Linked DNA regions of Mus musculus: regions 1, 2, 3, 4 and 5 are each linked to region 6. A link is a contact called in public Hi-C, HiCAR-type, HiChIP or PLAC-seq, capture Hi-C and promoter capture Hi-C data. All regions are on one chromosome and are shown on one strand. Each heading gives the region's core, a stretch centred on a gene start, on an enhancer-like site or on the middle of the called end of the contact. The rest is flanking DNA. Distances are from core to core; before and after follow the strand shown. Region 1 holds the start of Smyd5 (SET and MYND domain containing 5). Region 2 holds the start of Rab11fip5 (RAB11 family interacting protein 5 (class I)). Region 3 holds the start of Sfxn5 (sideroflexin 5). Region 4 holds the start of Hk2 (hexokinase 2). Region 5 holds the start of Pole4 (polymerase (DNA-directed), epsilon 4 (p12 subunit)). Region 6 holds the start of Nagk (N-acetylglucosamine kinase).

What was found. A called contact is a pair of places that touch in the nucleus more often than the background predicts. HiCAR-type assays count read pairs that join an accessible place to other places. HiChIP or PLAC-seq counts read pairs in DNA pulled down with a chosen protein or histone mark. Capture Hi-C pulls out chosen DNA fragments and counts their contacts.
Region 1: a capture Hi-C map of macrophages shows a contact between it and region 6, with 4 times the contacts expected there. The contact joins the promoter of Smyd5 here to the promoter of Nagk in region 6. A contact is called at or near these places in 1 of 39 promoter capture datasets (hippocampal neurons), 1 of 484 Hi-C or Micro-C datasets (CD4 T cells), 1 of 115 datasets of contacts at active chromatin or transcription factors (astrocytes) and 1 of 9 other capture datasets (macrophages).
Region 2: a contact with region 6 is called in a HiCAR-type map of astrocytes, with 4 times the contacts expected there. The contact joins the promoter of Rab11fip5 here to the promoter of Nagk in region 6. A contact is called at or near these places in 1 of 39 promoter capture datasets (the 3T3-L1 cell line), 1 of 484 Hi-C or Micro-C datasets (LSK cells), 1 of 115 datasets of contacts at active chromatin or transcription factors (astrocytes) and 2 of 9 other capture datasets (adipose tissue and liver).
Region 3: a promoter capture Hi-C map of liver shows a contact between it and region 6, with 7 times the contacts expected there. The contact joins the promoter of Sfxn5 here to the promoter of Nagk in region 6. A contact is called at or near these places in 1 of 115 datasets of contacts at active chromatin or transcription factors (astrocytes) and 2 of 9 other capture datasets (adipose tissue and liver).
Region 4: a contact with region 6 is called in an H3K27ac HiChIP or PLAC-seq map of bone marrow-derived dendritic cells, with 5 times the contacts expected there. The contact joins the promoter of Hk2 here to the promoter of Nagk in region 6. A contact is called at or near these places in 1 of 39 promoter capture datasets (pre-B cells) and 2 of 115 datasets of contacts at active chromatin or transcription factors (bone marrow-derived dendritic cells and microglia).
Region 5: a Hi-C map of CD4 T cells shows a contact between it and region 6, with 3 times the contacts expected there. The contact joins the promoter of Pole4 here to the promoter of Nagk in region 6. A contact is called at or near these places in 2 of 484 Hi-C or Micro-C datasets (CD4 T cells and regulatory T cells).

Annotation. Positions count from the first base shown.
Region 1 is chr6:85,429,548-85,433,960 of GRCm38.p6, reverse strand. Smyd5 (SET and MYND domain containing 5) reads right to left here and starts at 1,985. Exons shown (of 13, transcript NM_144918.2): 1 at 1,861-1,985. The coding sequence starts at 1,956.
Region 2 is chr6:85,372,010-85,376,625 of GRCm38.p6, reverse strand. It overlaps Rab11fip5 (RAB11 family interacting protein 5 (class I)), which reads left to right and starts at 1,992. Exons shown (of 6, transcript NM_001003955.2): 1 at 1,992-2,528. The coding sequence starts at 2,098. 4933423K11Rik (a long non-coding RNA gene) reads right to left here and starts at 1,772. Exons shown (of 4, transcript XR_869208.2): 1 at 1,404-1,772.
Region 3 is chr6:85,330,449-85,334,877 of GRCm38.p6, reverse strand. It overlaps Sfxn5 (sideroflexin 5), which reads left to right and starts at 1,456. Exons shown (of 14, transcript NM_178639.4): 1 at 1,456-1,570. The coding sequence starts at 1,463.
Region 4 is chr6:82,771,601-82,776,339 of GRCm38.p6, reverse strand. It overlaps Hk2 (hexokinase 2), which reads left to right and starts at 1,886. Exons shown (of 18, transcript NM_013820.3): 1 at 1,886-2,422. The coding sequence starts at 2,360.
Region 5 is chr6:82,650,552-82,654,763 of GRCm38.p6, reverse strand. Pole4 (polymerase (DNA-directed), epsilon 4 (p12 subunit)) reads left to right here and starts at 1,899. Exons shown (of 4, transcript NM_025882.3): 1 at 1,899-2,140; 2 at 2,597-2,681; 3 at 3,286-3,327. The coding sequence starts at 1,925.
Region 6 is chr6:83,792,330-83,796,587 of GRCm38.p6, reverse strand. Nagk (N-acetylglucosamine kinase) reads right to left here and starts at 1,531. Exons shown (of 10, transcript NM_019542.2): 1 at 1,306-1,531. The coding sequence starts at 1,334. It also overlaps the pseudogene Gm7443 and the pseudogene LOC665004.

The DNA.
Region 1 (4,413 bases), core at 736-3,235, 1.6 Mb before region 6:
CTCTACGTCCACATGGGAAAGTGATTCTCCTAGCAGAATATTAGGGACAGGCAGAGGACTGTGACCAGCTGGAGTTGGTTGGTTTGTTTTTGAGACAGGATTTTACTCTGTACCCCAGGCTAGCCTGGAACTCACAAGAGTCCTCTTACCTCAGTCTCCTGAGTTGTTGGAATACAGGCCAGGGTCACTAGGACTAGTCACTAGCTGGGGTCTTGAGAGAGGGCTAGGACAGAACTGGGCAAAGGGACTGGTGGAAGTAAAAAATGAGGAGGAAGTGAAGAAGGGAGTTTGGGCCAAGGTAGGGGAGGAGTACGGTGACTAAAAAAGTGATGAAAGGGATTACTGATCTGAGACACCTCAGATGGCCCCCAGATGGACCAGCTCTGGGTGGTAATGGGGATGTGAGCAGCTAAGGACACAAAGGAGACCAGCAAGCTAGCTTCCTACCCATGGGCAGATAGGAGTACTTGCTCTCAATGCCTATGGAACAGAAAGATAAGAGAAACTTAAAATGGGAACCTGGACAGATATGGAGATGCTGACAGCAAATGACAACATCTTGGGTCAAGGACCAAGGATATGCATGTTGTTATTATGATTATTTAACCTGACTTTTACCCAGGGGAATGCAAATGAAGTCAAAACCATAGCATTTTGCATATATCAACTGGCAAAGGCACCTAGTGAGAAAACAGTGCCAGAGAGAACAAAAGCCTGTCTGCAGCGAAGCCAGCAGAGACCTTTGCTCTCAGGACTGAGAAGATACAACATAAAGGAGCCATACAGAAGGATTTGGTTGAGTGAAGTGCGCCCCCCACCCCAAAACTCTTATTGATCAACTCCTTGGGTTTGTAGGTTTTTAGACCAGGCTGGCCTTGAACTCAAATCCGCCTGCCTCTGCCTCCCAAATGCTGGGATTAAAGGCGTGCACCACCACGCCCGGCTATCAATCAACTCTTTAACCAAGTAGAAATGGGACCGCTGATACTAAAGATGTACTGAAAACATGTATTAAAAGAAAACGTGGGATGGAGGTGGGGTGTTTCAGCCACAAGGCCCATTAACCAGCACTTGGGTGTTGGTAGATGAGTTCAAGTCCAGCCTCAAGAACAATTTGGAGTGTTTTTTTTTTTTTTTTTTGCCTTTACTTATGTGAATTTTCTATTCTACAGGGAATAAAACACGATTAATAGAGCCGATCATACTGGCACAAGTCTTTAATCTCAGCACTGGTGAGGCAGAGCAGCCTGGTTTACATAGTGAGTTCTAGGACTGCTGGAGTTACAAAATGAGACCCCGTCTCAAAACAAAACAAAAACAAAAAGCACAACAACAGAAGCAACAAAAAAGAACCATAATACGAATCACGAAATCATGTCATTCTCTTGCTTAAAACCCTTCAGGAGAAGTGCTCGGTGTGTAGGTTCTGGTCCAAGTTCCCTAGCTCTCTTTCCAAGTCTCCACCCATACCTTAGTCAGAAGGGTCGCTGGGGAGCCCAGTCTGCTTCATACCTCCGTTCCCTCGGCTAAGTACTCCCCTCACTACCGCCAGAATAGTAGCTAACTAAGCCCCAGCCTAACCAAGATAGCCTTGGCTTTAATCTGGCCCAGGATATCCCTCAACCCCAGGTCTACCCAGAGCCTCAACTCCACCCAGGACAGCAGCAGCACGGCCACCCGCCAGTGGACCGGGCTTTCCTCCCTCCCCCCGCGCGATATCGCCACGAGCCTGGGCACGAGGACCGACTCTGCACCCCGGGCCCAAGCAGCAACCAGACTGGCGCCGAGGGGCCCGGACTCCAGAATGTGAGCGTGGGTTCCCCCGCGTGGCTCTCCGGGCCCGGTCCGACCTGGCCTCACCTTGATGCTGTCCACATAACGGACTTCCACGGAACCCCGGGCACGGTCCGCCACGCCCACGCAGAAGGAGAACACGTCGCACATGGAGGCCGCCATCTTGGGCACGCCTCTGCCTTCTGACCCTTGACCCCGTCCCGGGAGGCCCCGCCCACAGAGCCAGCGAGCGCTCCCTTCCCCACCTTACCCCGCCCTGGGACGTGGCTAGCAATTCAAGGCTTTTGGTGTCTTGGTTGCTTGATTGGGTGGAACCTGGCCTGACTTTGTGCTTGGACTTCTGGTAGACTGTGTCTGACTCGGTAGCTTATGTCGGATGGACAGCATGAATGACGGCTGATGGAGTAGCTCAGGGGAAGACCCCCTACTCCCCACCCCCCACCCTCCAGCCTATCCTAGCTGTGTTCTTAAGTGTCCATAGTTGCTCTTCCCACTGTCTGGTGTTTGAGACAGGGTCTCACTATGTATCCCAGGCTGGCCAAAAGTTTGCAGCCCTCTTCCTGCTTAAGCAGCCCCTCGTCATTACCTCCAACACCGAACAAAGTTTTTAGACCCAGAGAAGACTGTCTTATTTTTGCTTTGACCCTCCATCCTGGTTGGATGCTGGGCTCACTCGGTTTAAAATTTTTCCCTCCCTCTGGTGGCAACATTTTTATTCTATGTTTGGGAGAGATTTGCTTTGAACACATGAGTGCAGAACTTTGAGCCACAACACTGCTTAAAACCAGCATTCCGACTATGCCTATAACCTCTGCATTCAGGAGGTGAGGGCAGGGAGGACCAGAAGTTCAAGGTCAACCCTCAACTACGTAGTGAGTACATGAAACCTGTCTGAAAGAGAAATGCACGTGATACTCTAGCCGAGGATCCTGGTTTGGTTTCCAATACTGGTTTCCAACTATCTGTAACTCCAGTTCTGGGGGCTCTGATGACCCCTCTTCCAACCTCCTCAGGCACCAGGCAGGCACATAGATACATAAAGGCAAATCAATCACATGCATAAAGTTAAAAAAGAAAAAGAAGAAAAAATGATTTCCTTTTTCTATAAATAACTAGGTTGGATCAGTGCCTCAGAGTAGTTGGGGACTTTCTTGACATTGCAGAGTGTGGTTTATGGAGCAGTAATAAATGGACCTCACATATGAGGACCCCTTAAGTAGACACAAAAAATGAATGTACACGAGGCTGGGAGAGAGGACAGGTCTATTTCTGCAACTAGACCTGACTACTATACCTTTTATTGTTTTGTGTCCCAGTTGACTATTCCAGTTGACAGGGGACCTGTGTCTGCTCTGCTATCGTTTCATAGTGACTTTAGGGGGTGGGGGAGATAACTTAGTAATTGTTTAGTAAGTGATTGAGTTTTTGTCTTTTTTTTTTTAAGACAAGTTCTCTCTTGGTGGGGAGGGGGGCATTGCATTTGATACAATGTTTCTCTGTGTAGCCTTGACTGTCCTGGAACTCACTCTGAACAGGCGGCGGAACTCAAACTCAATAAAGCTCTGCCTCCCTAGTGCTGGGATCAAAGGCATATACCACCACCACCACCACCACCAATGCCCACAAAGCTCTATGTGGACCAGGCTGGCCTCAAACTCAGAGATCCACCTGCCTCTGACTCCTAAATTTGACTTTTTGTTTTTCGAGACAGGGTTTTTCTGTGTAGCCCTGGCTGTCCTGGAACTCACTCTGCAGACCAGGCTGGCCTTGAACTCAGAAATCTGCCTGCCTCTGCCTCCCAAGTGCTGGGATTATAGGCGTGCGCCACCACTGCCCAGCAGTGACTTTTTTTTTTAAGTGAGCCAATTGTGGCTGTGTTTGCCACATAGCACGAGGACCTGGGTTTGATCCCCAGCGCCCACATAACAGGATATCAATCCTAGGGTCGAGGTGGTAGAGGCAGGGTGACACCATGGGCTCCCCAGCCAACTAGCCTAGTCAAGTGGGCTAGCTCTATGTTCAACAGAAGAGCCTGACTCAAAAGGAAAAGAAAAGAAGGTAATTAAGACCCTCTGGCCTCTGATGAACATGAATGGGTGTGCACACACACAATGGACCAGTTGTTCCTGAAGGAGATAGACAACTATGGCTGAATTCCTCTGGTGAATAGGACTTCTGAGCCCAGCCTTCAGAAGGATTTCCCAGAGATATGAAAAAAAAGTTTCAGGGTTCCCCCTCTTTTTGTTATTGTCTTCATACATTTTATTTATTTTTTACCTGTGTGAATGTTTGGCTGTATGTGCCTGGTGTCTGCATAAGTCAGAAAAGGGCTTTGGGTCCCCTGAACTGGATAAGCCACCACATAGATACTAGGAATCAAACCAAGGTCCTCTGCAAGATCAAGTGCTCTTAAATGCTCAGCAATCTCTCCAGTTTTTATACGTGTTTTTTCTTACAGCTATTCTGTGAGTGTGTCTGTGTGTGGGTGTGTGCACGGGGGGAGACGATTTTCTCGCTCCATCATGGAGGTTCCAGGGATCAAATTCAGATCTTCCGTTTGGCAGCAAGGATCTGTACCTGTTAGGCCTTCTCCCAGCCCTTGTTTTTGAGACAGCATCT
Region 2 (4,616 bases), core at 743-3,242, 1.6 Mb before region 6:
CCAGTGAGAACTGAGGCCCAAGGATTGTTCTCTGACACCTTCTGCCCCCCGCAGAGACAGACAGACAGAAAGACAGACAGAATAAAGTAAAAGATATACCCCAGGATCTAGGAAGGGAGGACTTTTGAATTCTCTTTCTTCTCCCCTTCCGATGTTTTTAAAGTTTTATTATTATATTTGGTGTGAGAGAGTGTGCTACGGTGTACTTGTGGAGGTCTGAGAACAACTTGCTGGAATTAGCTCTCTCCTATCACGTGAGTCCTGAGGAGGATCGAACTCAAGTTGTCAGGTTTAGTGGCAATGAAGACACCTTGTTGCCTACTGTTTTGTTTTTGTCCTGAGTATATATGCATACATTATTAAAAAATATTCTAAGCCAGGCAGTGGTGATGCATGGCTTTAATCCCAACCCTTGGGAGGCAGAGGCAGGTGGATCTCTGTGAGTTCAAGGCCAGCCTGATTTACAAAGAGAGTTCCACAACATCCAAGGTTACACAGAGAGGCTCTGTCTTGAAAATTGAAAAAAAAAATCTAATTTAAGGGTAGGCTCTGAAAGTTAACAGAAAAAAGTAAAGGCTCACCATGTAGCCCAGGCTGGCCTTGAATTTGCCTTCAGAGTCCTGGGATTATAGGCTGTGCTACAACAGCTTCTTTGTTATGCATCTTAGGTAAATTTATCTAACCTATAATTCTGCCTTCTGGGAAACCAAATTCACATATAGGGTGGCTCTGAAGAATGAGTGAGGTCATGCACAGAAAGCTCATGAGTCAGTTGTTGGCCGACTCTTGCTGAAATTCAGCATCCATAATTATTAACCATTATCTTAATAATGAAACAAGTGTGCTGGCAGTTCTCAGAACACAACACACAGTAGGCAAGTATGAATGGATTTAGAGGTGGAAGATTAGTCCTGTGGTAGAATGCTTGTCTACTACCAACAAGGCCCTGTTTGCCTTGTTTGTATATAAGGCTAATGTTTTAGCTAGCCTGGAACTCACTATGTAGACCAGGCTGGTCTCAAACTCAAAAAGATCTTTCCTCCTCTGCCTCCCAAGTGGAAGTGCTGGGATTAAAGGTGAGCACTACTACACCTGGCCACACAAAAGTTTTAAAACCAGTGGGCACGCCTTTAATCCCAGCACTCAGTGGAGGCAGGAATTTAACAATTCGAGCCGTAATCTACATAGCAGGTTCCAGGAGAGCCAGAAGAGACTCCGTTTCCAAAAAAAAAAAAAAAAAAAAAAAAGGGAGTGGGGGAAAAATCAAAGCAGAAAAAGATTGTTTTAAGTCCCACTCCAGTGATTTCCCAGCGGCGGCTCTAGGTCATCACATATATGTAGAGAGTTGAAAATGGGAGCGCATGTGCGATTTAGGGGGTCTCTAGAGTAGGCATCTTATCTACCCTCAAATCCACGCCGAGCAGAATGGATCTTCGAAGCAGCGAGGGCTTTCAGGAGTACAGGAGCTTGCAGAAAACCCTGACACTGTCCAGGTAGAGCGCGGTGGATAGTTATGCAGAGAGGTTCGGCTCTCTAGCTTGGAGTCGCTGCCTAAACGGGGCGGGGCCATGGTGGTAACCACGCCCACCTCTCTGCAGAGGCTGCAAGCGGCCTTCGTCCCTAGCCCCCTCCATTTCTTCCTTTGCAGTTCCGCACTGTGCACAAGCGAATCCGGTCGTGATTAAGGCATGGCCAGATCTCAATCCTCTCCCCCAACACACGCAGAGGCCGCGCCCTTCTGCACCGGTCACCTTTTAGAAGAGCAGCGGGAGCTTGAGGTTCCCCCAGAGGGGCTGGGCCAGTGAGAAAGCCCCGCCCACATCTTTGCAGAGGCCGCGCCCCTCTCTGGGTTTCTTTAGCTCTTAGGCAGCTATATGCTGGTGGAACTGGGGGCGGGGCCTGGCCTGGGCCTAGGCGGGGCGTGACGTCGCGGGGCGGCCGGCCGCCCGGGAGGCGGGGCGGCGGGGAGGCGGCGGCCCGCTTGGCCCAGGCCAGCCCGCAGCTGCGGCGGTCGGTGCGCTGCAGGCGGCGCGGGGGAGCCGGCTCCTGACAGCATCCCGCGGCTGCCACGTCTGTCACTCTGTCCCAGGGTCCGCCATGGCTCTGGTGCGGGACCCTGAGCCGGCGGCCGGATCCTCCCGCTGGCTGCCCACGCATGTCCAGGTGACCGTGCTGCGGGCCAGCGGGTTGAGGGGCAAGAGCTCGGGCGCCGGCAGCACCAGCGACGCGTACACGGTGATCCAGGTGGGCCGAGAGAAGTACAGCACCTCGGTAGTGGAGAAGACGCAAGGCTGCCCGGAATGGTGCGAAGAGTGTTCGTTCGAGCTACCGCCTGGAGCCCTGGACGGCCTGCTGCGGGCACAGGAGGCAGATGCGGGCCCTGCGCCCTGGGCCTCCGGCCCCAACGCCGCCTGCGAGCTCGTGCTCACCACCATGCATCGCTCACTCATCGGCGTGGACAAGTTTCTGGGCCGGGCAACCGTAGCTCTGGACGAGGTCTTCCGCGCAGGCCGCGCCCAGCACACGCAGTGAGTCTGGGGCGCTGGGAGCAGGGACAAAAACGGTTGAAGGCCTAACCGGGCGGGGCTGGTTGGGACGTCTGGACCCGGTCCTCCCACTCAAGGACACAAACCCGTATACTGTTTGTTACTTCTCATTCAGCCTTCTGCCCTCCCCAATTCCCCCTGACTGTCTCCCCAGCAGCCTGGTGGGCCTGGAAGGCCTGATGGAGTTGGTGTAGTGACCAAGCGTTGGCAGTACATGGCCAAGGAAAGTTCGGAATGGGATTCTGAGGCTGTGGGAATTCAAGAAGGGAAATTTAAAGACTTCAGGGTCTGCCTTCTTTTCCTCAAAGAGGTGACTAGCCTGTAGGTAGTGGAGAGGAAGTCTCACCTTGTAGAAGCAGGAAGGTGAGGTGTTATCTTCCAAGGCAAGATTGAAGGGAGACACCCCAGCCTTCCCAGGGGTTACACAGGACACTTGGCCTTTGAACGTTCAGGGATACACCTCACCGTATAGACGTACTCTGTGACTCTGTCTTAGGGTACCAGGACTGAGAGCATTGGCCCACCTCGGAGTAAAGAAGGGTACATTTGAATCAGCTTGGGTCAGTGGGACAGTGGTTATAATGCCCTCAGTTCTCCGGATTATTTTCTCTAGAAAGGATAGGAAAAGTTCTTATTGTTTTGTTTTGTTTCGAGACAGGGTCTTTCTACGTAGCGCTGTCTGTCCTGGAACATGCTATGTAGACCTGGCTGCCTTTGAACTCAGAGATTCTACTGTCTCTGCCTCCCCAATGCTGGGTTCAAAGGCCAGAGACACCAAAGCCTGGGAAGGGTAGGAGGTTAAACATTTATTTTGTCAGAGTGTGTCCTTTGTAGGGTTAAGATCAAAACCTAAGATTTGTCTTTGCTGTGGTGGCACACACCTTTAACGCCATCATTTGAGAGACAGAGCTGTGTGTATTTCTGTATTCCAGGCCAGCCAGGCTACACAGAGAAACCCTGCCTTGAAGACCAAACCAAATAAACAAAATAAAAGACCTAAGACTTGGATCACCTTTTCCTGTTTGGGCCAGGGACCATGTAGAAGTCAGTCCCCAGGGCTGACCACCTGCTGTGGCTTGCTTGGGCCAGTTAATTTCTAAGCCTCCTGGGTGGGGTCCCAGAGAATGGGTGCAGAGTGGTGTCCCTCCGTAGGAGAACTGCTAGGCAAGGTTTGCTGGTTTTGAGTAAGTCAAAGAAGGCTTGCTGGAGAGGGATGAGCCTTCAGCCTGGTGCAGACGAAGAGGAAAGCAGGCTTTGAATAGAAAGGATCTGACCTTGAGCAATTTTTTCTTTTTTCCAAAACATGACTAGGGAAGGGCTTTCCTGGCTGGCCCACTGTGGCTGGGGTGGGATAGACCTGGGCACATTCCAGGCAGGGCTGTGACCTGACTTCATCCTCCCTCCCCTGGCTTCTCTCCTTCCCTCATGACTTGCTGTTTAGTTGCTGGGTGTGGAGTCATGAGGTATAACTTGGTCCTTGTTTTCTTCTTTTTCCTCCCTCTTTTGTGTCCTCACCCTCCTTCCTGGTCCAGGCCGATCAGGGGGCTGGGTGTGGGGTGGAATGCTCTCTTCTGCTCCCTTAGCTCTTTCCTTTCCCCATTGCCATAGCCCCATTACCCTTCAGCTACTCTGGTACATTATACATGGGGTAAGCATTAGGGCCGGGTGGACTGAAAGGGTCAGGTGGGGGAGACCAGCTTGCAGGGAGAAGCTTCTTGGACTTCTGTTGTTATTGTTGCTCAGTGCCCTTGCTTCCCTCTTGGCCTTGGCCTTGAATCTTTCTTAGTGGAGCTGGCCCAGCCTGCAAGTCCAGGTGGGCCTGTTTTTAGCCAAGAACAGTGCTCCCGGGAGAGTCTGACGTGCTATCCCTTGATCTGAACGGGAGCCTTAATTTACTTTGAGAAGTCATCTTTTCCACCAGCTTCAACTTCACACCCACCTGGCTGCCTTTCTGCTGATTCCCTGCCTGCCTGGGATTATTTATAGAGTTGGAGAGGGCAGGAAGTGGGGCACTTAGGGTGGGCAGAGGGAAAGTCCAGACAGTTGGCCCGCTCTGGGCTCTAGTCACTG
Region 3 (4,429 bases), core at 207-2,706, 1.5 Mb before region 6:
GCTCTGAAATCACAGGCAACACTGCCTCATGGCCCGTGTGCCTAGGATGCCTGTGCTCACGGGCACTGATCACAGGCATATTTACTGAGTGTTGGGCCTGGCGGGGTGGGGGGAGTGGATAAAGAGGGCAAGTTTTGTGATTTCTGTCCTGAAGCCACTGAGTTCAGTAAGGAAAGGTAGGATACAAACCAAAAATAAGAACTGTTCTTTGGGTCATTTGTGAGTTCTATTCCATGTGGGTCAGCTATCAGTGAGTGAATGAGCCCTTGGGCCACCAATGGCTCATGCTGTGTCCAGAAGGACAAGAGGGCAACCCCAAGTTAGCTCTGAATCCCACCATGAGACAGAGGCTCCCCTAGAGTCAAGGAGTTATGTCCTGGGTGAAACCATCAACTCCCCATTCTCCATGCCCAGTGTGGCTTATAACCACACCACTTAGCTGGGGCTGCAGTTGCCATTTGGTGCCATTCTGCAGGGGGTGGGGGTGAGGTGTTTATTACCTTGGTATTCTCTACAGCTCCTGGTGCACCCCTGTTGCTGGTCCTCAGTAATTAGGCTTGGACCAAACCTCCTTAGATCAAAAGAAGTAGGGTCTCAGGATGCTTAAGCTCTGGATATTTAAGTCACCCAAAGCATTTGAGTACCTAGTGTCAACCTTCCTATATCTGCACTGAAGATTTATCCATCCCCCTCCCCCACCATACAGTAGGAAAGATATTTAAGCTCATGGTTTGTCTGCTGGCTGGCACCTGTAATCCTGGGACTTGGGAGGCAGAGGAAGAAGGATCACAAGTTTGAGGCCAGCCTGTGCTACATAGTTCCAGGCTAGCCTGAGTTACATGCAAGGAGGCAAGAGAGTGCTGCGTGGTACAAAATCCGGAAGCGGATTTTTGTGGAAGTAGGCTGATGGAACGGATGAACGCGTATGCGGAACCTATAAAAAGAATCGCCTCAGGCCATGATAAAAATGAGCAGAATGTTAAAGGGTCACAGCAGCGTGAGCATGGCTTGTTTCAGAGAGTGGCAGAATGGCTGGAGCCAGGATTTTGATAGAAGAAACGGTAGGAAAATCCCGCAGTGCGACTCCTTGCTGAAGGCCATCCGAATTAACCCCACTCTGCCTGGAGTCCTTGCTTGTCTGATCCCGGGTCGTGTCCGCGTTTGTAGGGGTTCCTTGTCCTAAGACTCAGGCCTACACGTATATCCGCACATGCATTTGCATACATTCTCAGGACTGCAAACGCCTGCTGCTTTAGCGGTAGGAACTAAGACCAGGTCTGCGTGGGTGCAACTCTCTGCAGTCTGAGGTTGTCAGGCTCAGAGCAGGGGAAAACTACACTCCCCAGAAGCCCCTGCGCGCCCGGTTCGCTGCGGTTGCTCACGGCCAATCGGGAGAGGCAACTGTGGCGGGGGCCGAGGAGGGACATTTTAAAAGGGCTGGAGATTGCGGGCGTCAGTGGCCATGGCGGATACAGCAACCACAGCCTCAGCGGCGTCCGCGGCGGCCAGTGCCCCGAACGCCTCCACAGATGCGCCCCCTTTCCAGCTGGGCAAGCCCCGCTTCCAGCAGGTGAGGTTCGGGATGCGACGAGCGGGTGGAAGGGAGACACAGGGAAGGGCACGGAGCCAAATCTCTTGCAAAGTCACTTCAGCTCGAGGGTCTCCAACCCGCGGCCACCAGAGCCTACAGCTAGTGCGGGGACCTTGGCTGTAGCCGCTCCTTTCCTATTGGGCAACAGGATGGGCGAGGTCTCCCTCTCTGGTTTCCTATTGGCGGGTGGCACAGTCATTCCGCGGATGCCCGCGCCCTGGCACAGCCCCCGTCCTAGTCGCTCGATGATTGGCCACGCGGGTCGCGGTCCAGGGTCCGAGCGGCTCTGAAGGGGTCGCTCTGGCAAATGCGCCCTAGGCGCAAAGTTCCCGTCTTGTGATGCATGGGCCGGTGGTGTGGCCGGTATGCTCCTCAACTTCTCCCCGAGTGGGACTGACCTTTCTTGTGAGCTGCGGGACAGTCTCCGGGCAAAACTCCCTGGGCACGCCCCATGGTCATGCTCCGGTTCCTCAACCTCCAGCAAGGTGCTGCGTGTGCCCTAGGATGGGACCGCGTGCACCGGTACAGCGACCTGATCTCTGTCCGGGGGCCTGGGGCTTCAGTGATGAGACCAGCCGGACAGCTAGTGCGTTCTGCGGGGATGCGGCTGGGACAACGCGGAGAGAGCCCGGTGCGGGGAAACGCTGTGTCATTCTCCGAAGCTGAGCTCTCCTCCCAAGGGTCCCAAGTGCGCCCCAGTCCTACTTGCGCTGCTCCCGGCCGCTGCGCAGCGCTGGCCCCCATCCACACCCGCTTGGGCTCTTCAGGGTGCACCGTGACTATGATTAACCTTACTTGGGGACACGCCAACCCAAGAAACCCGGGTATCACTAACTCGGCCATGGAACCGGAGGTCCAGGTCTGTGAGCCAGGAGCATGGGAGCTTAGTTATTACGCCGCAGACCCTCAGACTGCTTCCAGAGCTGAAGTGACCCTGGGCTTGCCAGGAGTGGGGACAGCAGATGTGCTAGAGAAAACTTTGAAGGAAGAAAGAAAATGCTACAAAGGTGGGATGTGGCTGGGTTTAGAAGTGAGAATGGTTCCGAATTCAGCCCCCCCCCCAACTTCGTCGAACTAAGCTTTCTGAGAATACGTCCCTAGAGTTTTTTAAAATAGGACTTGTTTTCTTTCAAAAATAGACATGTCTCTGCATGGAGGAATCTGGAGAGACTTAATGTCCCAGCTAGTGTAAAATGCCACCAAATATTGAGACGCTGTCAGGGGTGTTTGTGCCTAACCTTGAGTGATCCTCCATTTGTCCCCACCCCCATTCTACGCATCCTTAAGTAAGCCTGCACTCCCGACTGGGAAACACTTGCTGTCTTTGGAACCCCCACCCCAGTTGTCCTATCAAGAACGCCAAACTCCGCTCTGAACCCCCCAGTGGGAGCCTCGCAGATGCAGATTACTCTTCCAAAGTATTCCCTAGGTCCTTTTCCGGATAAAAAGTGGTTGTTGATCTTACCCCAGGCAATTGGGTTTTTAATAACACGAACTGAGTAAGGGCTTTTCCCCCAATGTCTGGTGTCTGGTATCTGGAATCTGGATGGCTCATGGGTCATCCATCTACCCAACATTTACTGAGTACCTTGTATTGGCTTCCTGCCCTGGGCTCTTCACTCTTGTGGAGTGTGTTTGGGGAGGATTAGTTTCTGCAGCTGTTCACATCTGTGGAGTATGCAGTGGCCTCTGCAGAGGCCTCCAATGTTGGCATCCTAGTGGTCTGATAAGAAAGGGTGCTGAGCAGGTCTGAGTCACCGGTGCTGAGAACGTCTGTTTCTTCCACACCTGCTCCTCCCTCTGCAAACAGCTCAGCCTGCCACCCAAGAACTAGAGTCTTAAGCCTCCATTCATCTCTGCTACTCCCAGTCCTCCCCTTCTCCCCCACAGCTCTCCTAGCCTCCCTCTCCAAGGCTAACCCAGTCCACACGTTTATTTTTTTGGCCGACATGGGAACCTCCGACAGGTTCCTGGGTTTCCAGTCCTGCTCTGGCCGTCTCCCAGCTCCTCCTTTTCCTCTATGGCAGAGTCCCAACAGTGCAGGTCTGATCAGGTGATTCCCATCCATGCAGCAGTCTTTAACAGCCTGCACTGCTTTCCTCTATTTGTGAGATTTAGACCTCACATCTGAAGGGACCCAAAGTTTTTCAGGGCCCACTCCTTAACATTTGACTCCCCACTCACCCCCTTCTTTACACCATTCTAGCAGTTTTTAACCCTCGGGCTTATCCTGTTCTTTCCCATGCCTGGGCTACCCACTGGAACATGTCTTGTCTCTTGCTCTCAATTCTTTTTGAGCACCTCTTCATCCCTACGTTATCCACAAATCATCATTTCCTCGAAGGAGCCTCACACCCTTGGCTTATTTGTTACCATGTTTCTTCCATTCCATCATATGGGATCAGGGACTGTGCCTACCTTCTCTCGGTGTTGTTAGGTTAGGTTATCACATTAACAGATTGTCTGGATGGATGAGGTGTGTCTCAGAGCTTTGTGAATGAGTGGGGCTGGGGTCTCCTATGGGGTTTGTGAAATTGAATGAAATTGAGCTACAAGCCTTTGATTTCAGCAGTTGGCCAAATTGTATCTAAATTGTTCCTTAGGAATTTTGGAAGATGGCAACAAAATTGTTCTAGTCTTTAAGAAAAAATTCTAAAGTCAGTAGTTTGCCACATTCTTCTGAGTGGACAGGTTCCTTCCCCGGGCTGGTCTCAAAATTCTCCATGTATGACCTTGCATATCTGACCCTCTGCCTCTACCTCCAGACATGAGCAGCCCCGGTGTTTATGTGGTACTGGAGGTAGAATCCAGTTTTGCACATGCTAAACAAGTCTTCTG
Region 4 (4,739 bases), core at 637-3,136, 1.0 Mb after region 6:
GATTTTAGTTGAAGAAAAACAATGGTTTTAAGACACCACCACCCCAAGACAGTCTGGTATATATCTATCAACCAATCTAATCTTATCTCTTATCTATCTATCTATCTATCTATCTATCTATCTATCTATCTATCTATCTATCTATCTACCTACCTACCTACCTACCTAGCGTATCTATCAAGCTATCCAAGTTGGCTTTGAATTCCTGACTCTTCTGCCTCCACCTCTGAATCACTGGAACTACGAGTGTGTGCCACTACATGAAGCACTGGTTTGTATTTTAAACAAGTCTCTTTAGCTCCTGAGTGAACGAGGGATCACAGTGGTCAAGCTAGAGGTACCTAAAAACAGCAGCTAAGTGAAATTACACAGGCTCTGGTGGAGTCATCGGTGGCCTGGCTATGAGGGTCTGGCCTCTTTGATTTGCTAAGTTAGACTAACTGTTCACTGATGGTGTGAATAGATGTAAGAGCAGGGAGAAAACCATGGATGGTGACGTCATTTGTGGAGACAATTGGTAAAAGGGGGGGGGGTGACCCTGGGAAGTTCAGCCTAGTACATGTTAAGTGTGAGACACTAGTCACCTCCACAGGGATGACAAATGACAGCTGGTTAAGAAAGCCAGAATCCCTGGGGAAAGTCCTCGCTTGTAGATTAGGTTTGTGAGTTACCTGTGTGCGGATGGTGTAACTGCTGACGATGGCGCTAAGAGGGATCACCCAGAGAGGAAATAGATGAACCACATCATAGAAAGTGGAGCAGAGCCTTTTTAGGGCTGGGGTGTACCTCAGTGGGCAGGGTGCTTTTCTAGCACGCACAAAGTCCCATGTTAGATCCCCAGTAGTGGCACATGCCACTCCGGAGGTGGAGAGAGGGCTTGGGGAGTGAGATTATTTGGAAATGGTAGGCTTTATCTTCCTTCCATGTAACTTTCAAACTCCTGGCTTTCCATTCTCCACCAGCACCAACTTCATGTCATCTGAGGTGCTATTTCAATATTGATGGCGTCTACTCATAAATGTCAACTTAGAGTCTGGTGTCAGGCATGAGCTGAGGTCGAGGCGGGCTCTTCTCAGCATCTATAAACCATTTCACACCACTTGAGCCTAGGATCAAGCTGTTACAGGTGCCCTTTCTCCTCCCATCTATCAGTCCCAGCTACAAACAAAGTTTCTCTCCAGCCTTTGCTGGCTTCAAGAAAGGCTGGATAATATACCGGGGGTGGGGGAATTGCATTTCAGAGTAAGATGTGTTCCTGTCTTCATCTACCATTTGTTAGGGGTGTGACCTTGGGCAAAACTCACTAACAGCACAGTGCCTAGTTCCCCAATCTGTAAAACGGGGTTAGTAAAATCCATATGCTATATTGGTGTGATATTAAGAAGGGCTGACTTTTGTAATGGCTTAGCTTCAGGGATCCGCTGACTCGTTGAGCTACAATTAAGATGAGAATCACGGTGCTTCAGACTTGTCACAGGGCAGTGGCAGCCCCTCACATGATCCCCAGATACCAGATTATGGCGTGTGCTGCTACGATCACTTGTCTTTCCAGTCGCCCAACATCTCTTGGGTCCGCGATCACGCGCCCCCCACCCGAAGCTGAGCCTGACGCGGCGGTGGCTCATGCGCCCTGGAGTCCCGAGCTCTAGCCACGGAACACACGTCCCAACTCTGGCGCCCAGCTCCGCCCCTAGCCTCGGGCGCGTCTCTCCCGCCGCCTGCTTGGGTGCTGGAGCAGCCGCGCCCGCGGGCTCTAGGCGCTGATTGGCTGTGGACCGCGGGCGGACAGCCGAAGAGCGCACACACCCTCTTCCCGCAGCCAATGAGCACATCCACGTCACTGTCCGGGGCGGCCCAAAGAGCCGGCAGCCCCTCAATAAGCCACATTGTTGCACCAACTCCAGTGCTGGAGTCTCAGGACACCACAGGCTACCCGGAGTTGTTCTGCTTTGGAGATCCGAGGGCAGGAGCATCACGCCAGTGACTCTGATAGGTGCGATCGCCGGATTGGAACAGAACTGTCATTTTTTTCCGAAGTTGAGCCTTAGTGACCCAGTGAGTGAAGTTAGCGACGGGACGCTAAGCAGCTAGACCGGTCGGCAGGAGTGAGACTTAGGGTACCTTCTAGTAGTTGTGATTAAAAAAATTGAAAAAAAGAAAAAAAAAAACCCTGTTTCTGGAAACTTGAGGCCCTCAGCTGGTGAGCCATCGTGGTTAAGCTTCTTTGTGTGGCTCCTGGAGTCTTCGATCCCAGCCGGACACCCGGGCCTGGTTTCAAAGCGGTCGGACAGCGCTGCCTGCTCCATCGGTAGCGCTCGAGCCTCGGTTTCTCTATTTGGCCCCGACTCGCCGCAACAAGATGATCGCCTCGCATATGATCGCCTGCTTATTCACGGAGCTCAACCAAAACCAAGTGCAGAAGGTAAGTCGGCACGGGCGGGAGCTTCTGGCTCGCTTCGGACCAAGTTGCGTGCTCTCCCGGAATCTGGAGCACGCAGAGGACCTGCTTCCTCCTCCTTCGGGGCTGGAGACGTGGAACCAGTCTGGGTAGCTGGGAAAGTCCTGCGCGCGAGAAGCCACGTCTGCTAGGCACCCTCGTGGCCCGACCGCTCACCATCGATAGTCCCACCTACCCGGGACCTGCGCGCACCCTCCCCACCCTTAGAGCCCCTAATTTCTTGATGGGACGGCCGCCCTGCACGTAGTCTGAGACTGCTGCGCCCACGTGGGAGGAGCCCCCTTCTGCAGCCCCGAGTTCCGGCAGGAGCACGTGGGGAAGAATCCTGCTTAGGGGAGGAGGCGGGGTGGAAGCGTGTAGCAGCTGGGGCCCGGCCCTCTTGAATTTAAGGATGTGTTGAAGAGGCCTTCGGTTCCTCGTGGCGCTCCTTGGGGGTGGATCGGGGGTGGGGTGGGGGAGAGAGCCACCCAGGAAGGAGCGGGAAAGGGCGCAGAAAGACTAGCCTGCCGCGCCCCCTCCCCGGAACTGAACTGCCCGGAACTGAGGCTCGAAAGGGGCGCCCCCTCACAGCAGACCTTCCTGGGGACCGCCCCGCCTCGTCCCCGTGTCTGGCCGCCGAGTTGAGGGCGGATTTTGGATAGTATGTTCTGATTTGGAACTAAAAGTTACACGGAATGGACTCATCTTCCCACCCCACGATCCCCAGAGTTCTTTTTTTTCTTTTTTGTTTTTGTTTTGTTTTCTTGGTTTCTGAAAATGAACCTTTAGTCGCTCTGACCTTCCTGAGCCCACCTCACTCTGCCTTCCCGGCAAACTCCAGTTCTCTCGGCGCGCCATTTACATAAGAAAGCGCCTCCGGCCCTGCTTGGAGCCTCACTCTCCTCTTCGGGCTAGAGAGGTGGGGGTGGACCGGAGCCAGGCCCGGAGCGCTCTAACTCCCAGGAGAATTGAGTTTCTAAAATACCCAGGATTACGGGATTGGTTCCTACCCTAGTCCAGGATTTAGGAGAGGGAATGGTCTAGTATGGGGCAGGGGCCGAGGGTGGGTGCTGTCCAGAGGTTTGTGTTAGAGCTCAGTTACACATTTGAAATTACAGTGTCTCACAGGAACAAATTTTAGGGAAAGTGCCTTGACCACGTTCCAGCCCCCTCCCCCCTCTTCTCTTGGTCCTGACTGCGTGGGAGAGGTTGGTCGGTTGCTTTTGATGTATCCAGGGCCCTGGCAGATGAACCTCAGATTTGAGAGAGGTACCTGATTTGAGTTTATCGGTTGGTTTTTCTCTAATATCTTGGGACGTGGCCCTTCGCTTTAATTCGGTTTGTTTAGACATTTGCCTTTAGGCTGGCATGATTTTGCAGGCTCCATTGGGCTTATCTATTGATTCAGCCAACTCTTGACAATTCCTAAAACACAAAGTGGAGGAAGACTCTCTAGTCCTAGGGAGAGTGAATTTTCCTCTTGGACATCTGGATTCTTTTTATGAACTTTCTCTCCGATGATGGGACTGTGGTTGCACGACAGGTAGACACCCCTAGGGACGTGCGGTAGAATCGTCTGTTCCCGGGAATGGAAAGGGAATTAACCAGAGTATCTGAAAGTGAGTTCTAACTTCTGTCTTGTGGTTCATTCGCCACCCAGAGCCTCTTGGGAGGCCTGTTCCTACAAGATGCAGGTGACTGTGCCCATCCCATTTTATGGTGACTGACTGGGCACCACGATGTGAGCCTTTTGTTCCTTTACGTTTTTCTTTACACTCCCAACCCCAGGACACTTGGATGTACTTCCTCTAAGTTACCAATAGGGGCAGAATTGAATCAGGCCTGTAACTTAAAAAACCAGGTGTCACACGAGGGATTTAGATTCCCAGTTTAGACTCCCTGATCTGGCTTAGGTGTGCAAAGCTGTTTGATCCCCCTCAAGTTTGAGAAGAGATGCAGAGTATATTGGGAGTGTCTCTGTGCTGAGGAAGAATTATAAGATGAAACTGGTTTAGAAACGCTAGGTATATTTTGTTTTTGGTTTGAGACAAGGCCCCTCTACAGAGTCCGCCTGTTTGTTCAGTAACTCGCTGTTGTAGACCAGACAGTGTAGACCAGATCACAGAGATCTGCCTACCACCCTCCACCTTTCATTATCCCTGGCGGGCTGGACACTCACCTGTAGACCAGGGTAGCTTTGAACTCAGAGATGCACTTTCCTCTGCCTCTGCAGGAAAGGCATGGCCACCATGCCTGCTTTCTGATTGGGACTTTTCTGGAACTCCTCTAAGATTATCTTATT
Region 5 (4,212 bases), core at 650-3,149, 1.1 Mb after region 6:
TAAATCATTTCAAAGTTGGGGTGAAAAGATTGGAAATCTATGTAATCAATTTCTACGAACAATCAACCAATAAGAATAAAGTTTCTTGGTTTTTTTTTTTCTTTTTTTCTTAAGTACACAGTAGAGAGCACTCAAGACAAAGGTCCTAAGGAAAACTCTGGTACAATGTAACTCATCGCTCCTCCCCTGGAGCTTTTAATTCTGGCCAAAACTCATTTTGTTCCAGTGGGGCCTCTGTGTATAGACCCAGTTAAAGTTTATTGCTTAAATTTGGAAGTAAATGATTTCAGGTTATTATGCAATGAGCCCTTGGCTTCCCCTTATTCCACAGGTACACTGTGGAACAGTCTGTGGCTCACTCATAGCTGTAAATAAAATTACTTACCTGCATCAATAGTACAGGCATTATGACTAAACATTAATATTTATATAAAGCAATTAACTAGGTACACAGTGTTCTTATTATGCCTTATATTAAAAATTTAGTGTGTGTTGGATGCATTTGTTGGTATAAAGGCCCAAGGTCCACAAGCTCACTGATTTGGTTCGGCTAGCTTAGCTGGCCAAAGAACTTAAGCAATCCTGTTCTCTTAGTGCAGAAGTTACAGGAGTTCTATCACACTAGCCTTTTACTGTGTTCTGGTGATTCGAACTCAGGTCCTTGATGAGCAGCATACACTTTACTGAGTTGTCTCTCTTGCCTATTGCGAATATTTGCCACACTTCCATGCCAGATCTCTGGTTCGGTATGAGAACTCATAGGTAAGAAGAGGCAGGGAGAGGCTTCTTGGAGATCCTTTGCAGAGGCCGGCGAGGTCAAAGCGATTTTCTGTTTTAAAGATAGGGCCTTACTATGTCGTCCTCGCTGGCTTGGGAACTCCCTCTGTACACCAGGCTGGTTTCAAAGAGCATGATGTGCTTTTGCTACTTGAGTGCTTATATTAAAGGCGTGCACCACCACACCTGGTAAAAGTTATCTTAATCTTAGTCATTCTCATTCTCTCAAGAAGGTGCAGTGGAATTTTCCATAACTATGCAAAAAAACAGATAGTAAAATGTTGAGAAGCAGCTAGACGATCAAATTGTTTTCTAAAGGAGACATTAATTTTTTTCTCATCAATTTTTGTTTTTGTTTTGTTTTGTTGGTTTTGGTTTTTTCGAGACAGGGTTTCTCTGTGTAGCCCTGGCTGTCCTCGAACTCACTTTGTGGACCAGGCTGGCCTCGAACTCAGAAATCCGCCTGCCTCTGCCTCCCAAGTGCTGGGATTAAAGGCGTGTGCCATCACCGCCCCGCCAATTTTTGTTTTTGAAAAGTTACTTGTCATGATAATGTTTTGCCAACACTACATACTAGTATTTTAAAACATAAACCCTATGCAATTAATGTTCCTAGAGAACACAGTTTTTAGTTTTGTTGTTTTGAGTAAGGAGATCAGTGTTCTGAGCTAACCCTTGTTTGACCAACCACAGACAAAACTTGCTCTCCGTGTCTGCACGCCTTTTTTGCAGTGGTTTCCTCCCACTAAACCGCACTTCCAATTCTGCCCGTCAAACGTCCCATTCCACCTAAAACATGATCCCCGGCGCTGGCCCGGGTCTGTCGCTGCGCGGGGCAGCGTTGTGGGGACACCCACGGGTTCCCCTCCTGTTGGCCTAGAGGTTAAACTCAGCACCTACTGAGGCTCTAGAGAAGCATCCGGACTTCCGGCTCAGCTAGGCCACGCCCGGCCGCTTCCAGGCTGTGGCCGCCCGGAAGAGTACATCAGACCCCGGAGTCAGAGGGGGCGGTTCTGGCGCGCCACGCCTAGTGAGGGTGGGGCCACGCCCACACGGAGAGGCGTGGTCTCTACCCGGCGCGGGAAAGGGGCCGAAATCGCGTGCGCGCGCTCAGTCAGCGACCGCGCGCCACACGTTTCGGGAGGGGATGGCGGCAGCGGCGGCTGCTGGGAGCGGGACGCCCAGAGAGGAAGAGGCTCCCGGAGGGGAGGCAGCGGCTTCGCAGGCCCAAGCCCCGACGAGTGCACCCGGGGGAGTTCGCCTCTCGAGGCTGCCTCTGGCGAGAGTAAAGGCCTTGGTGAAGGCAGACCCTGACGTAACGCTGGCGGGACAGGAAGCCATCTTTATCCTGGCGCGTGCCGCGGTGCGACGGGGAAGCAAGGGCGCCTGGGTCGGGGAAAGGGGCGTGGCATCTAGGGGGCGTGGCGCTAGGGGGCGTGGCGGGCCCTGGTACGCCGACCTGACTTGACTGAGACCTAGGAAGGCCTCTGTGGGCCCCGTTTGAGTTGGTTAGCCACTCTCCTCTTCACGAGGACCCACGCAAATTTAGTTTGCATGGCTCCCACGGCTCACACAGAACTTGAAGGGGATCCTAATGAATGAGTAGGGTGGATTTGGAGATATTAGAGCAGGGGGATTGGAGCTATGGAGAGGGATAGCAGAAGTATTTTCATAAGTTCAGTACAATGGTAGCTTCTAGAACTTTCCTGTGTGGTAGAGTTCCCCCTTTACCCTTCTTGTCCACGTCTACACAGGATTGCTCATCTCAGTGGGCTAGAGTCCACTAATCTCTGCTTGCTTTTTTTTTTTTTTGTTGCAGGAACTGTTCGTGGAGACTATCGCAAAAGATGCCTACTGCTGTGCTCAACAAGGAAAGAGGAAAACTCTCCAGAGGAGAGATTTGGGTAGAGTCGCTGTGGTACCCCAGGGTGGACAGGGGAGCTATGGGCTGGGCTTTCTTATAGCTGTTTCACAAGGCATCATTGAAGCAAGGGGAAATTTGGCTTTTGGTTTATTTGTCTACCTGGTAACCCTTCCACATGTGTAAGCCTTTAGAGACTGTACCTCTCATTCCCTTCTATGCTGCCAAACTCTTTTTCTAGTATCTTTTTTTTTTGTTTTTGTTTTTCGAGACAGGGTTTCTCTGCAGCCCTGGCTGTCCTGGAACTCACTCTGTAGACCAGGCTGGCCTCGAACTCAGAAATTCACCTGCCTCAGTCTCCCAAGTGCTGGGATTAAAGGCGTGCACCACCACGCCCGGCCTTGTTCTAGTGTCTTTAGAGTAGAGAGAAAAGTGAATTTTGGAATAAGACAGGATTGTAGGATGCCTTGAACAGCATTTTCGCTGGCTTTTGAGGTGAGACAGTTAAAAGAATAGTGAGTGTAAAGATGGATCTTAGGACCTCTGGGTTACAGTTTGTAAGTGATGTCATTTGCATAAAATTCCATGTTGGGTCTGATGTCTGAATGGCAAGAGCCAATCAAGTATCCCTTTACCTTGTGTTTCAGATAATGCAATAGAAGCTGTGGATGAATTCGCTTTTCTAGAAGGTGAGTTCACTGCCTGCACAGACTATTTCTCTGTTGATGATGTGAGCTTCAAACCTTATAAAACCTTATAAAACAGATGTGTGGTTTTCCTTTGTATACATGGCAGCAATTCTCCCTGTTTTGATAGAAAAAAAAGGAACATTTTCCATTCTTGGGGAATTAGAAATTCTACAGGGAAATTGCAAGCTTAAAAGAAGAAGGAGGGAGTATATAAATTACCAGTAGAATTGGATTTAGATTTTGAATCCTGTTTATATCTCCAAACTAAATATTAATATTGCTCCTTTATAATGTTAAGAATTAGAAACAATTTGTAACTTTTTTTAAGATTCCTTTTTATTTACGTGTATGTGTGTTTCTATATGCCAAATGTATGTAGGTACCCCCATAAGAGCCAGAAGAGTAGTGTGAGCTGCTAAACATGGGTGCTGTGAACAGGGCTTCTGGAAGAGCAGCAAGCACTTTTTTGTTTTGTTTTTGCTCTATTTGAGACTTGGGTTTCTCTGTGTAGCCCTGGCTCTCCTGGAATTCACTCTGTAGACCAAGCTGGCCTTGAATTCGCAGAGATCCTAGAACTACTTGCCTCTACCTCCAGAGTGCTGGGATTAAAGGTGTGCTTCACAACTGCCTGCTGATGAGCATGAGGTCTTTTTTGTTGTTATTTTTTCGAGACAGGATTTCTCTGTATAGCCCTGGCTGTCCTGGAACTTACTCTGTAGACCAGGCTGGCCTCGAACTCAGAAATCCTCCTGCCTCTGCCTCCCGAGTGCTGGGATTAAAGGCGTGCGCCACTACCGCCCAGCTAGCAAGAGGTCTTAATCACTGAGTCATCTCTCCACCCTCAGTTCCTAACTTAAGACAGGGTCTTATATAGCTCAGACTAGC
Region 6 (4,258 bases), core at 282-2,781:
GCTCCACTGGCTCCAGAGTGATGACCTATCCTCCTAACCTATCGTGAGCATGGCCCAAACGACTTATGGTAAATACGTCGGACGGAATAAGCAGACCTCTCACAACAGCTAAGGGTTACTTTGAGGACCTATCTTCTGACACCAGGGTCTTCAAGACACCTGTGAGAAACTATCACCAGTCAGGGAGAAACTCATACTGCCTTCAGCAACTAAGCCCTCCTGAGTTAAATCCCTGGGGTAAGTGGTACTTTAGAAGAAGGGTGATACGTGTAGGAGGATGTCCTACTGACCAATACTTTTTGTTGTTGTTGTTTTGTTTTGTTTTGTTTTTTTGTTTTTCAAGACAGGGTTTTTCTGTGTAGCCCTGGCTGTCCTGGAACTCACTGTGTAGACCAGGCTGTCCTCGAACTCAGAAATCTGCCTGCCTCTGCCTCCCAAGTGCTGGGATTAAAGGCGTGCGCCACCACCGCCCGGCTCTGACCAATACTTCTTGTAATAGACAATAAAGACTCGATCCAACTCAAAGAGTAGTACATCAAGAGTACATCCGAAGGGATATTAATGCATGAGACAGTAGATTAAAAATCCAAATTAATTTCTTGACAAACTGGGAAAAATAAGTTCTACCTTCCATATGAATATAACAAGGCTAAGTGCAAACTCCTACGCTGTGCTGAGGGTTTTTCCTTGTAAGGTATCATAAATAAAGCCAGGGGTCATCCGCTTTCGCAATTCACGGGAAGAGACTTCCGGGTAAATCAGCAGCAAGCAGCTAGGATACCAAATCTTCCTATCAGGTCCTGATTTGACACACCCAGTTCCACAAAATGCTTGTCACGCGCAGGGGACCGGATAAACCACCATCTTGCTCACTCTTGTCCTTGCCTTACGTCTCACCCAAAGCCATGCTTAGTAGAGCTACTTCCCAAAGTCAAGCAGACCAGCTTCTAAGCAGGAGAATATAGGAACCAAGGGCGTTCGGGGCCGACAGCAGTGGAGGGTCCGGAGCACCAAGATAAGACAGTGCTCTGGTGACAGCTGCTTAACTCCCGGGTTCCCTTGTGCATGAATCTCAGTCTCAGCTTCTGCCTCTTTCCCACGTCCACCCGCGACCGGCAACTTCCCACCTGACCCCCCAGCTCTGCACAACTCTCCAGGTTGACACAAGAGCCCTGTGGCAGAAAGGTGATGGCCGGGAGGGGCGTGGTCGCACCGTGGAGCACAAAGGCACCGGGCATGGTGTGGGCCGCCGCCCCCTGACCCGCCGCTCCCGGACGGACAGCCTTCGGCCGATCCAGCGCTCACCCTTCCACGCCACCATAAAGCGCGGCCATACTACCGTTGCCACCGCTGGTCCGCCGTAGCAACCTCGACCCTAGCCGTGACTTCGCTCCCGCCCACACGGGCACCGCCCCTTGTCATGTGACTACGACGCGCTTGCGTAGGGTGTGGATGCTACGTCCTCTCTCGCCCCTGCTGTCGCCTCCCGCAGCTTTCCCCTCCGGTTTTTTCTAGCCCGCCGTTCAAGTGACTGCTTCGCGAGGAGGCGGCACCCCAGCTGAGGCTCCTGGGAGGGTGTGTGAGGGCTGCCAAGGGCCAGCCGGAAGTAGCTGGCAGACGCGCGCTAACTGTGGGGTGCGCACGCGCAGACGCTTTTGGAGGCAAGCTCAGAGTCTGGCGGATGTGTCTGAGGACCAGGGCGGGAGCCAACGTCCAGACCACCCCACCCTGGCTCATGAGCGCACACTCTACCTTGTGCTGAGTACGCTGAGCAGGTCTCAGTGAGGCCCCAGGCTGCTGTCAGCTGAGGTTTGTGCGGCGGTGAGGATAGAGCCCAGGGTTTCATGTGTGTCAGGCTAGCGCTCTACAAGTGATCTGAGTCCAACTCTGTTCTTTCTGGACTGTATCTCGTCTGTATAACCCAGACTGGCATGGAATGCAATGCTGGCTCAGCATGCTAAAAACTGGCACTCACAGACCATATTTCACCTTCTGGCCACCACCTGCTCAACTCTAAACTGTGCAGTGGAACTGGAGGAAGAGAGGAAGATACCGTTAGGTCCTGTAGAAGAGTGACTCCTGCGTGTTTCCTCAGGCTCCAGGTTGTTCCAGCCCTACTTAAGAGGCAGCTTCAATAGCCAGGAGGACTGTCTGCTGCTCTTGACATTTCTTTGAGACTTCAGATGGAGTCTCCTTGGGGCTAGCATGTCTCTGTCCAACCTCGGACCTCTGAGCCTGCCTCCTGTGGAGAAATCTTGAACTGGGATCCTCTTTCCCTGTCAGATAATTGGGTCCGGTTGTGTTTTGATGTAAACAGTTGGGAAGGTGGGCACACAGAGCCTCATATATCCCAAACTCACCTCAGACTCTGGCTGAGGATGACCTTAAACTCCTGATTCTCCTGCCCCACCTCCCAAGTGCTAGGATGTTTTGGTGTAGGCTTGCTTTCTAAGGTTCCAGAGTGAATGAATTCTTTACCTCCTTTCTTACCTATGTGACTCAGTAAAGCACCAAATAATTCAAGAATAGAAATAACATTATTGCCTGATAGAGAAACTAGAGGGAAGTGAGACATTACCATTCACAGTACTTCAGAGCTGGAAAATGCTTCCTCCAACAACATCTTTAGAATCAAAGATAATTCCATAGGATTCTGATTGAATGGAAGTTTTGGCAAGAGTGTGATGTTGTGGGTGAATTCTGATGGAAAAGTTCCCTTTAGCACTGGTGTAATGAGTCTTGGGATCCATTTGTGACAGCGCTGATGTGCTTTTGTTCTGTTGTTTGAATCTTTTTGTAATGAGATTGCAAGTCACCAGGACTGGCCCTACACTCCTGAGGTGTCTGAGGCTGTCCTTGAATCCCAGTCTTTCTGTCTCCACCCCCTAAATGCTCGGATGAAAGGACCACACTGCCCTCCTGGCTTTGCATTACTTGTTTAGAAAGGAATACAGAGAGAAAGTTTGGTTTAAAGACAAGATTGACTTCTGAATTTGGGTGAGAATTACTGTAATCGCTGCCAGTTCTCCCCTTCACAATGAAGATGAGAAACCTCAGGGCCAAGACATGGCTCAGAGGGTAATAGCACCTGCTGCTCTTGCAAAGGACTGGAGGTGTGTTCCCAGGACCTACATCAGGGCTCACAAACCCTGTCACTGCAGCCCCAGGGGATTCAACTCTGTTTTCTGGCCTCCTTGGGCACTCTCCACTAATACGTGCACATATCATTTAAAATTAAACATAAAAAAGATTTCGAACTCCTAAAGATCCGATCAGATAGAGGTCATGTGGCCCAGGCTCATCTCAACCTCCCTATGTAGACAAGAAGAATTTTGAACTTCATATCCTTCTGCCTCAACTTCCCAAGTGCTAGAATTACAGGTAATCACCACCATGCCTGACTTATGTAATACTGGTAACTGATCCCAGGGTTTTGTATACTGTAGACAACCTATCTACCAACTGAACTACATCCCCAACCCAGTAGCTAATTGTATTTATATCCACATGTACTCTTATGCACTTTAAAAATGCACAGGCTAGTGTCCCTTTTTCCTTTCTGCTGGGTACTCAATGTCGAAATGAGCAAGTTCATGAAACCCAGGAAAGTGTGCTGGTCCTGGCTAGATGCTACTCTGGACACAAAGCTGTCATCAACATTGATGATGGCACCTCAGACCACCCTTACAGCCACGCCCTGGTGGCTGGAATTGACTGCTTTCCCCTAAAAGTGACAGCTTCCATGGGCAAGAAGAAAATTGCCAAGACATCCAAGATCAAGTTCTTTGTAAAAGTTTATAACTACAACCACTTCATGCCCACGAGGTACTCAGTCAATAGCCCCTTGGACAAAACTGTTGTCAACAAGGATATGTTTAGAGATCCATCTTTAAAATGCAAGGCCAGGCAGGAACCCAAGATCACGTCTGAGGAGCCATACAAGACAAGGAAGAACACATGGGTTTTCCAGAAGCTTCACTTTTAGGTATATTTTTGTTTCTGTCACTATAATAATAATAATAATAATAATAATAGAAATGCATAGGCTTAGTAATAAAAACATAGAATAAATATTAACTTTTATATGAATTCCATATTAGAATTCATAAAACATTTGGGATATAGTAAGTTAATTTTTCATATCATTCAAATTGGTTTTGCCAGTCTTTTTAGCTTTTAAGTATGAAAAATGTAAGTCACACATGTGACTCATCTTTGTGATTTACGTTATGTGACAGTAGCTGCTCTGGGTCTTCCA